Linked DNA regions of Danio rerio: region 1 is linked to region 2. Evidence: chromatin contacts called from public Hi-C data. All regions are on one chromosome and are shown on one strand. The core of a region is the stretch at or near the end of the contact, and the rest is flanking DNA. Distances in the headings are between cores, read along the strand shown. Region 1 holds the start of nhp2 (NHP2 ribonucleoprotein homolog (yeast)). Region 2 holds the start of brd8a (bromodomain containing 8a).

Region 1 (4,499 bases), core at 1,284-3,783, 210 kb after region 2:
AGAAATAACATTATCAGACATACTGTGAAAATTTTCTACTCTGTTAAACATCATTTAGACAGGATAATAAATAAATAAATAAATAAATAAATATCTAATATATAATATAAGGGGCGGCTAATAACTCTGACTTGATTTTCAGATTTCAGGCCTGCTTGATCTCAAGTCATAACTCATAATAACTTTTTGTCTGACTGAAGCCATATTGTGTCTGATCAGCAAACTTTGATCAATGACAAAAAAATCAAAACAATTTGAATGTTACCATACAAGTTCCATGTTAACACACTTACCCATTTTAATACATAAAACTTGAGAAAATTTTTCAAATATAAAAATTCACAAAGACGAAAGCTATTATTAAATTTCATAGTTGAAAATATTTTTAAATACATAATATAATTAAATTTATAAGTGCATATAATCTATATAAATGGTAACAATTTCTTAATTAAACGATATTACATTTTACAAACAAAATACTGAAGTAATTTCTTCATGCAGAAATGATTCATGTGTAGACTATCATAACTGTTAAAAGAGGGAATTTAACTATAACTCAATGCTAAAACAGCTACTATAACATTGTTTATCAATATGTTGACCTTTTTGGATTCTCAGAAGCTATAGAAATGAAAACATGTCAAACAGAAAATACATTGGGACTAGGCATGGGATGACAACTGTTTTCAAGGTTTACCGCGGTTTGGAAAAAGTCCAGGTTTTAAAACATTCAAAATTTTCATGTATTTCATTCCTAAGGTATGTGTAAGATTTTTTATTTACGCTTTTTTAGGCCAACATCTTCAGCAGAGTAGATATCCAAATATGTCGTTTTAAATTGTAGAGAAATTTGTGTTTTTGAAGGCAGCAGAAGAACGTGTTTTTTTTTTTTTAGACATTTAAAAGAAAATATTTTAGAGTTGTGATCACAAAACTGTGATATTTCTATCTAAGGCAGTGGTTCTCAAACGTTTTTCATCAAGTACCACCTCGGAAAAAAATTGTCTTTGCAAGTACCACCATAATGAGCAGTTTTGAAATACAGTAGCGTATTAGGTCTAGTAAAGCAGCTTAAGCTCTGTACAGTTTAAAAAAAGAAATAACTCCTGGTTTGTTAGCACCTGGAAAAGTTGCCTAGACCTCATAAATATAGGCTTCATGTCATCATATTCGTATATAAATCATTTTTGATAATTTCTTTAAATATATGTAGCATGTACATATTACATATTTGATTCATCCGCGTACCACTAGAAGAAGGCCTGCGTACCACTAGTGGTACACGTACCACAGTTTGAGAACCACTGATCTAAGGTTATCATAGCATCAGAATTCTAAACCACCCATGCCTAATTGGGACCATTGTTATTGTTTACGTCCCTCAAAATGGTCTAAAGTTTCAACAGATTCAAGGATATTTTTTAAATAATTTAAATAAAATATACTGCTAGTTTTCTAAAACTAATATAGCTTTCATATACTATAACCATAAGTTAAAGATATATTTACACTATAAAGGGATAAATCACAGGGAAAAAAAATAATAACAGACTCTTTATTCTCCCTCAAGTTTATTCCTTCTGTTGAACACAAAAGATATTTTGTAACAAGCTGAAAACATTGACTACCATAGTAAGAAAAACAAATGCAATGGAAGTCAAAATATATTTGTTCAACCGAAAAAATTAAGTTAAACTGGTTTGGAACAAAATAAAAAGTGAGTAAATTATGAAAATATAAAATAACTTTTGGTTGAACCATCCCTTTAAGATGATCATACTGCGTACAAACTGAACCAAATACAACATCATGAGCTCAAATAGTTTTGTGAATTTTGTGCATTTCTTCGTGTTAAATTAAAAATTAGTATTATTCTTTGTCTAGTAGTGTAGTCAATTTGAAACTAGAATGAACTTTTTAAAAGGCTAATATGGGTTAAACCCTGGACTGATCAACCAATGGGCTTAACAAATACCTGAAAAAACCTTAATCTTACCCAGTCTCTCCTTTGTTGATAAACTTCTGTACTTCTTTGACTCCTCGTCGGATCTGTTTAACTTTAGCCGCTAAGAAAATATAAATATAATAATGAATAACACTCATAACCAATGAACAAATGACTGCAACCACGTGTCTGCAACATATTAAACCTACAGACAGCGATATTTAGTATACTTTCATTCACACTCGCAGGCAATAACGTTACTCTTTATGAATGTTAAAAACAAGTTCTGAACACGTGTTTACCTTTCTTGACGCATTTGTAGAGCTTTTTGCTAAGTTTTCGCGATGCTAGCGGGTTTGCGATTGGGTTAATATTAGCTATCAACTCTTGATATGATTTTTCCGTCCCTCCGGTTTCTTCTTCCCCGGCTTTCTCCTTCTTTACCTTTGTCATCTTTTGTTAAAATGTACACAAATATACTTTAGCGATTAACTTAAGGCTGATAGTGTTGCAGGCACAGGATGCAAGGCACAACACACGTGCGGTGACTATAAACGTATTTCCGGTGTTTTTCGAACACTGCAGTATTTCCTCCATAGAGTCGAATAATACATAGATGCCGCTCTCGACGGTGAAGTCTAGATACAGCTGCGGATCATTTTTGTATAACAATAATATTTTATTAGTAATATATTTTTAATATATTGTATAACACTGTATAACAATAATATTTTTACAGTATTGTGACGGTTGAGTTTAGGGGCAGACGTTAATGAAATACCATTTATTTATTTATAATAAATAAGTGCGGCAAAACGGCCGTTTTTACATCACTGTATAAGCTGGCTTTAGGGTTGGGGCAGACGCTAATAAAATACAATAAATAGGAAACTTAATAAACAATATAAATGATTACTGTTAATTTCCGGCCGCAACCGTATCTGAGCTAGAAACCGCTCCAGACTCCGTCCGCCAACGGTAAATTTAGCTTGCACTTACCACTTCGATTTTAATTTATAAAGAAACTGGACATTTAGAGGGGGAAATGTAGGTATTTTATAATGGCATCTTAATTCATGGTTTTATCAGCAGTATTGTGGGGAAATCATTTTACAATCTAAAGTCATTTGGAAAAATTAGTTAAACGTGTTTACTTTTCAAGAATGTATATGTTATTGTGAAAGATTACTTTTTATTATACACATCAACTAATGCATTCGTGTTGCTAAAAATACATTAAAATCTATTGTAGATATATTCACACTTGCTTGTTTTTACAGTCAACTTCTCGAATATTTTGCTCGTTACATGGCAGAATCTAAAAGAGGCATCTATGTATCTACATCTAGAATGTCGTGTTTTTGAGTTGTTTTAAAAACACTGACCCCTAGTGCACAAAATGAACAAACGAAAAGAAAAGACTTTTATTCAGTCATCAGCCTCACACATCCACTCAAAACTAAAGAGTTTCCATCATTTACAAAAAAAAATTGCATGAGTAAAAACTCAGCTTAAATGAAAATGTAAATAGATTACAGTTTCAGTTCTTCTTCTAAGCTACAAAAAATATGTAAACTATCAGGGCAAACTATTTCAAACAGAATAAATACATAAATATTTTTTATGTTCACTTTATCTCCCAAATAGCACGAAGCTCATTTGCACTTTGGATGCATATCTATATATAATGTGCATTTCTCCCATCCAAAAGAGAAAACGTTTGTCTTTTGTTTTGGATACTGGTGGCCTTCAACACTTTACACATTCAACAACTTTCTGGAAAGGTTACAATAATGCTATATGCATTAAAATTAGTGACCATGAACTAAACGTTTGCTAAAGGTTTACAGCATTTACTAATATCATGGACAATGAACTAATTAGATATACATCTACTAAACATTACCATGATGAATAAACGCCTTAAACATGATTGTTCATTGTTAATTCATAACCAAATCCTCAACTGTTGTTAAACACACATCATCAAACTGTAGTGTTACTAATATTCTCACCAATCTCATATGCTGCTTTTCCCTCTAAACTAGTATCACATACGGAATCCACTATAATAAAGGCGTAAAGTGCATTTCCCGGGTCAATTTAACACTGCAACACACAAAAAGACAACCTTTCCAGACATTAAATGGGCACTGGACATTGTGTAAATCAGGGGTTCAAAACAAAAACTGGTGTAGAAGCTTACAACAACAAAACATTTATAAATACATATAAATAACCATTACTTCAAAGAGTAAGTCAAACATGTAGTCGTCTAGAGATGTAAGAACAATAGCATCGTACAAACTATGAATGTACAAAAGCATTAGCGGGACAAGAAGTGAACCAAAGTCCTGTCACCGCTCTTGAGTCTTGACAGCGATACCCACGAGGGCATGGCGAATGGTGCGTCCGTGCAGCATGTAACCGTCTTGCTTGACCATGGCGATGGTTCCAGGCTCCGCGCCCTCGGCTGGAGTATGGCAGACGATTTCGTGCTGATAGGGGTCATATGTGGTTCCCACAGGGGTCATCTTCTCCAGTCCGTGCT
Region 2 (4,594 bases), core at 522-3,021:
ATTATTATTTGCTTGTATTTGCGTTTTTATTATGGATTTGAATCGTAAATCAGCGCCTTTAGAGCACTTCGCTCACTGTTCACGACGGGTTTATTTCTGGTCTGTAAGCGCCACCTACAGGCAGACAATGAATCATCATTTTATTATTAACAGCTTGTTTTCTAGTATGCATTTTCTGAAGCAGATATGAACAAATTAAGTTTTCAATAGATAATTTATAATTATATAATCAAATAAACAAACAACTGTACATGATACCTACTAGATGTAGCCTCTGTGTGGATCAGGATTACAGTGCAGCAGATGCCTCAAAATGTATGGGAAAACAATGTACAGCCTATGATGAAGCAAGTAAACACCTAATTCATGAAGTCATGTGTATGTATAAACACGATATTGTAAAAATGATCATTGATACATAAATATTTTTCATTATCAGAAAAAAATTAAAAAGTTGGAGGATGCGGGCATCGATCCCGCTACCTCTCGCATGCTAAGCGAGCGCTCTACCATTTGAGCTAATCCCCCTACACGAAGTATGCATCAGGTATGTCGGCAATTGAACACCACCCATGGTATATGTGACGTCCACCAGGGGGATTTATATGCGTAAGTATTAGGAACAGCAAAATAATCGATTAACTATGGCCTATAACACATACATTTTCAATCCAAAATAACATTTATTTTAGCGGTGCTAAAGTACGTTACAAATAGCTAAAATAATAGCTAAAAAATAGCATATTTCACACATTGGGGTCGATTATTTTTTAGTTTTCAATAAATAATAAAAACAGCACAATTCCTGTTCAACAATTGTATTTATTCATTAACAGTCCAAAAATACTAAATCCGAACAAATGTTTTATTCACCGGTCTTCCTTCCGGTACGGAAGTCATAGTCAAAATAAAAGCTAACGTTAGCTATAACAAAACACTTGTTTATCGACTGTGCTCTATGAGCTAACTGATTTGTTTTGTATTATTATTGGTTTATATTAGTATCAGCACGTCTTAAATCTCTATAATAATATAGTTGCTCTTTAACAATGTTAAAACAACATTAAAAACAAAACAATCTAAAGTAAACAGCTTGCACTAGTTGATTGTAAACATTTTAAGCTGGTTTATTTTTTAACCAAACTTCTTGTTTAGTTTTTAAAATATATGTATTCAATAGTACAAAAAGAGCTTAATTATTAACAACATAGCTGCCAAAGCAATTTTGTTTGTTTGTTTGCTTGTTTGTTTAAATGTTTTGAGTCTCGAGATGCTATAATTTAATTCGAGAATAATTTAAAGTCACATTTATAATTCATAAAATATGAGATTTTTGTTTAAAAAGTGCTTGTTTCTATGCATATATTTTCTAAATTATATAATTGTACAAATAATTGTTGTTTACATGAAGCCATTTCACTGAATGTGACTAAAAGAACCAACTACATTTGCTGAGCAAAAGCAAACACAACAATTCAAAGTTATTCAATATTATTTGCTTTATCATGATTATTATTAGCAACTGTAAACCAACACCACATCTATCAAATACAAATAAATATCCACCTCTTAAGTATTAAAAATGACTGAACTACGGTCATACAAGCGAAAATACTAACCAAAAACACAAACCTTTATCGATTGAATAATGCACATTGATGATATTAACGCAGACCTTTAGTGCAAAATGATTGTTGGAAAATTCACACCGGATATGCACATTTACATTTGACAGCCAGACACTTGTCATGCGAAAGAAGCGATAGAAAACAGTCTAGTCATGACAAAATGGCGAGCGGTGTTGGAAGTGAGTATTGCTCTCTATATTTCCATCGTACACATGAATGTCTTGCACGGGGCGGAGGACACATTATAATGGATGCATGTCGAGCGCGTGCAGAATGGATGCAGCGGTGCGCGTGCATGGGCGTTGAGCGATTTGACACGCAGAAGTCATTGATTATGGCAATCATTGGCCGAATCGCCAAAACCCAAACATTCATGACTATATCGACTAGCTTTTGCGAATCACTTCACGTTAAAGAAATGTAAGATGCCGATGATGCGTTGACCGTCTAAAATGGCCCCGTTATTAGTGACTACTTTTCATACATTCTTCTACATCGCAGTGTGGGTCATACAAATGCTGCTCACATGTAAAATGCGCTCATCTCTTTATATTGTGCTTTTATTCCTTGGACAGAACATAAACTGCTGCTGGGCCCGACAGACCCATGGTCAATTAGGGAGAAGCTGTGCCTCGCCTCATCTGTCATGAAGAGTGGAGACCAAAACTGGTGATTTTTATTTGCATAAGGCAAAATAAATTGATGATGTATGAGGGTATTTCTTTGTAAACATATACATCATGTGTGTGTATATGTAATCTATCTATCTATCTATCTATCTATCTATCTATCTATCTATCTATCTATCTATCTATCTATCTATCTATCTATCTGTCTATCTATCTATCTATCTATCTATCTATCTATCTATCTATCTATCTATCTATCTATCTATCTATCTATCTATCTATCTATCTATCGAGACCATTTTAATGTAATGTCATTGGCCCATGAAGATTTCCTGCTTGTTGTCAAACTATTTCATAACTGTAACAAGTGGCAATTTAATCATAACCTAATGTTAAACCAGTGATCATAACATTATTTGTAAATATGTGACTCTTTTTGGATTCTCTGAAACCATAGAAATTAAAAATGTAAGACAGGAAACACGTTGAGACCATTGTTTTTGTTTACATCTCTCAAAATGGTCGATATATTAAAAATTTTACCATATATAATTTTAGTTTTTATCCCAAGCATTAAAAAATGTAAACAACAATGAATGAAACTTTATATTTATTTATTGTATTTTATAATTTATTTTTATATGCATAATTAAATACAGTTAACCCTAACCATATAGTAAGTAATCGTTGTTAATTAATATTCAGTATTTAATACCTAAATGCGCAATTACACTGTAACAAGGACAGCTCAAGATAAGTCAATCTTATCATGATTTGTTTATTCTGACATAAATATTGATTTATTCCATTTCATACTTTGATTCATAACTAATCACTGATGTAATTCAGAACTGCAAAAAAAATAGTTTACTTTAAAATATATCCAAAACTTATTTCAAAAATGTTTACTAACACACACACACACACACACACATGCCTTTTTTTTGTATGATTTAATCAATATTTTAAGTCACGTTTCCCCCTTTGAAAATATCTAATCACATTTAAGTCTGAAATTAGCCTAAACTAGGCCTACATGGAATCTGCGCGTGCAGAATTCCGCAGATTTTTAGCCCATCATTAATTCTGTTTATTTACTTGAGTAAATGTGTGTAAAACTATATTTATTCAGTTTTTAAATTAATTACAGTAATATTATTGACTAATATGAAAATGTTCATCTGATTTATGTACAGTGCAGTTTGTACAGTAATATTTTCTGTCTTTTAATAAATATATTATATGAGAGACTTGCTTTGTTTACCAAATAATGTGAATGTAATTGGATTTGCATCTTAAACATTAAAGTTAAAAATATATAATTTTTAAATTTCACATATTAAGGTTTTAGTTATGATACTCCCAAAATAAATCAGCAGAAATCCGCATATTTTTACCAAAATTCTCAGCAGAAATAGCAAAAAACGTCCGCAGATTCTGTCTGGCCCAAGCCTAAACTCACATGCACCATGTGTTTTTGTTCACTGGGTGTTTTAGGGTTTCCGTGAGTCGAGCCATTAAGCCGTTTGCAGAACCTGGACGTCCTCCTGATTGGTTCTCTCAGAAGGTACTGGTGGGACAGTAGCCTACAACAATCCAGTGATGAGGAAATCTAAAGGCATAGTTCATCCAGAAATTGAACATGCTGTCATTTAACACTCACTTAAAAAAATAATTCTGTCTTTCAGTGGAACAAACATTTAGTTTTGCTAACAAACATCTGCTGCTTTTGCGTGTTAAAAAAAAAAAACAGTTAGAATGAACTGCACCTATAAGGATCAATAAGTGAGACACTGTGTGATGTAAAATTCTTCCAGACACTCTCTCTTGTCTTTTCTTCTGTTTCACAGCATTGTGCATCACAATATTCTGAGCTCCTGGAGACAACAGAGGCGCCAAAGTGAGTCCATTTTCACTCTTATTTATGTTCCAACATCCACAACATTCTTTGCAATGATTAAATTGATAGTTCAGCTAAAATATAAAAAATTGGATGTGGAAAGTGAAGAGGGTTAGGGAGTCGTGGAAGAAAGTGAAAGTGTACAGCGGACAGGGGAGGAGGGCGGTTGAGGAGGGGATCGGTAAAATGAGGTGCCGGATCTGGCATGTTCCGCCACAAATTAAGCCCTGGTGACAAGGATCAAAATACAATGCCTACAGTTGTTCTGTTTTCCTCATTAGCTGTGCATACGTACAGATAAGTTTAAATGTAAGCATTTAAGCAATACTTGTAAGGGTAGATTGATATACCACCAGCAAAATCATCAATAAACACTATTTAGCACAGACATGCAGATGATACAAGTATCTTTTGTTCCGGGGATAATTTACCAAAAC

What was found. Hi-C and Micro-C count contacts between places; a contact is called where the count stands out from the background.
Region 1: a Hi-C map of hematopoietic stem cells shows a contact between it and region 2, with 2.7 times the contacts expected there. The contact joins the promoter of nhp2 here to the promoter of brd8a in region 2. A contact is called at or near these places in 2 of 18 Hi-C or Micro-C datasets (caudal fin and hematopoietic stem cells).

What each region holds. Positions count from the first base shown.
Region 1 is chr21:33,053,918-33,058,416 of GRCz12tu, forward strand. It overlaps nhp2 (NHP2 ribonucleoprotein homolog (yeast)), which reads right to left and starts at 2,534. Exons shown (of 4, transcript NM_212597.2): 1 at 2,251-2,534; 2 at 2,000-2,069. The coding sequence starts at 2,401. grpel2 (GrpE-like 2, mitochondrial) reads right to left here. Exons shown (of 4, transcript NM_001288663.1): 4 at 3,349-4,499. The coding sequence ends at 4,306.
Region 2 is chr21:32,845,319-32,849,912 of GRCz12tu, forward strand. brd8a (bromodomain containing 8a) reads left to right here and starts at 1,772. Exons shown (of 18, transcript XM_073935993.1): 1 at 1,772-1,807; 2 at 2,204-2,297; 3 at 3,755-3,824; 4 at 4,108-4,157. It overlaps trnaa-agc (transfer RNA alanine (anticodon AGC)), which reads right to left and starts at 528; the gene lies at 456-528.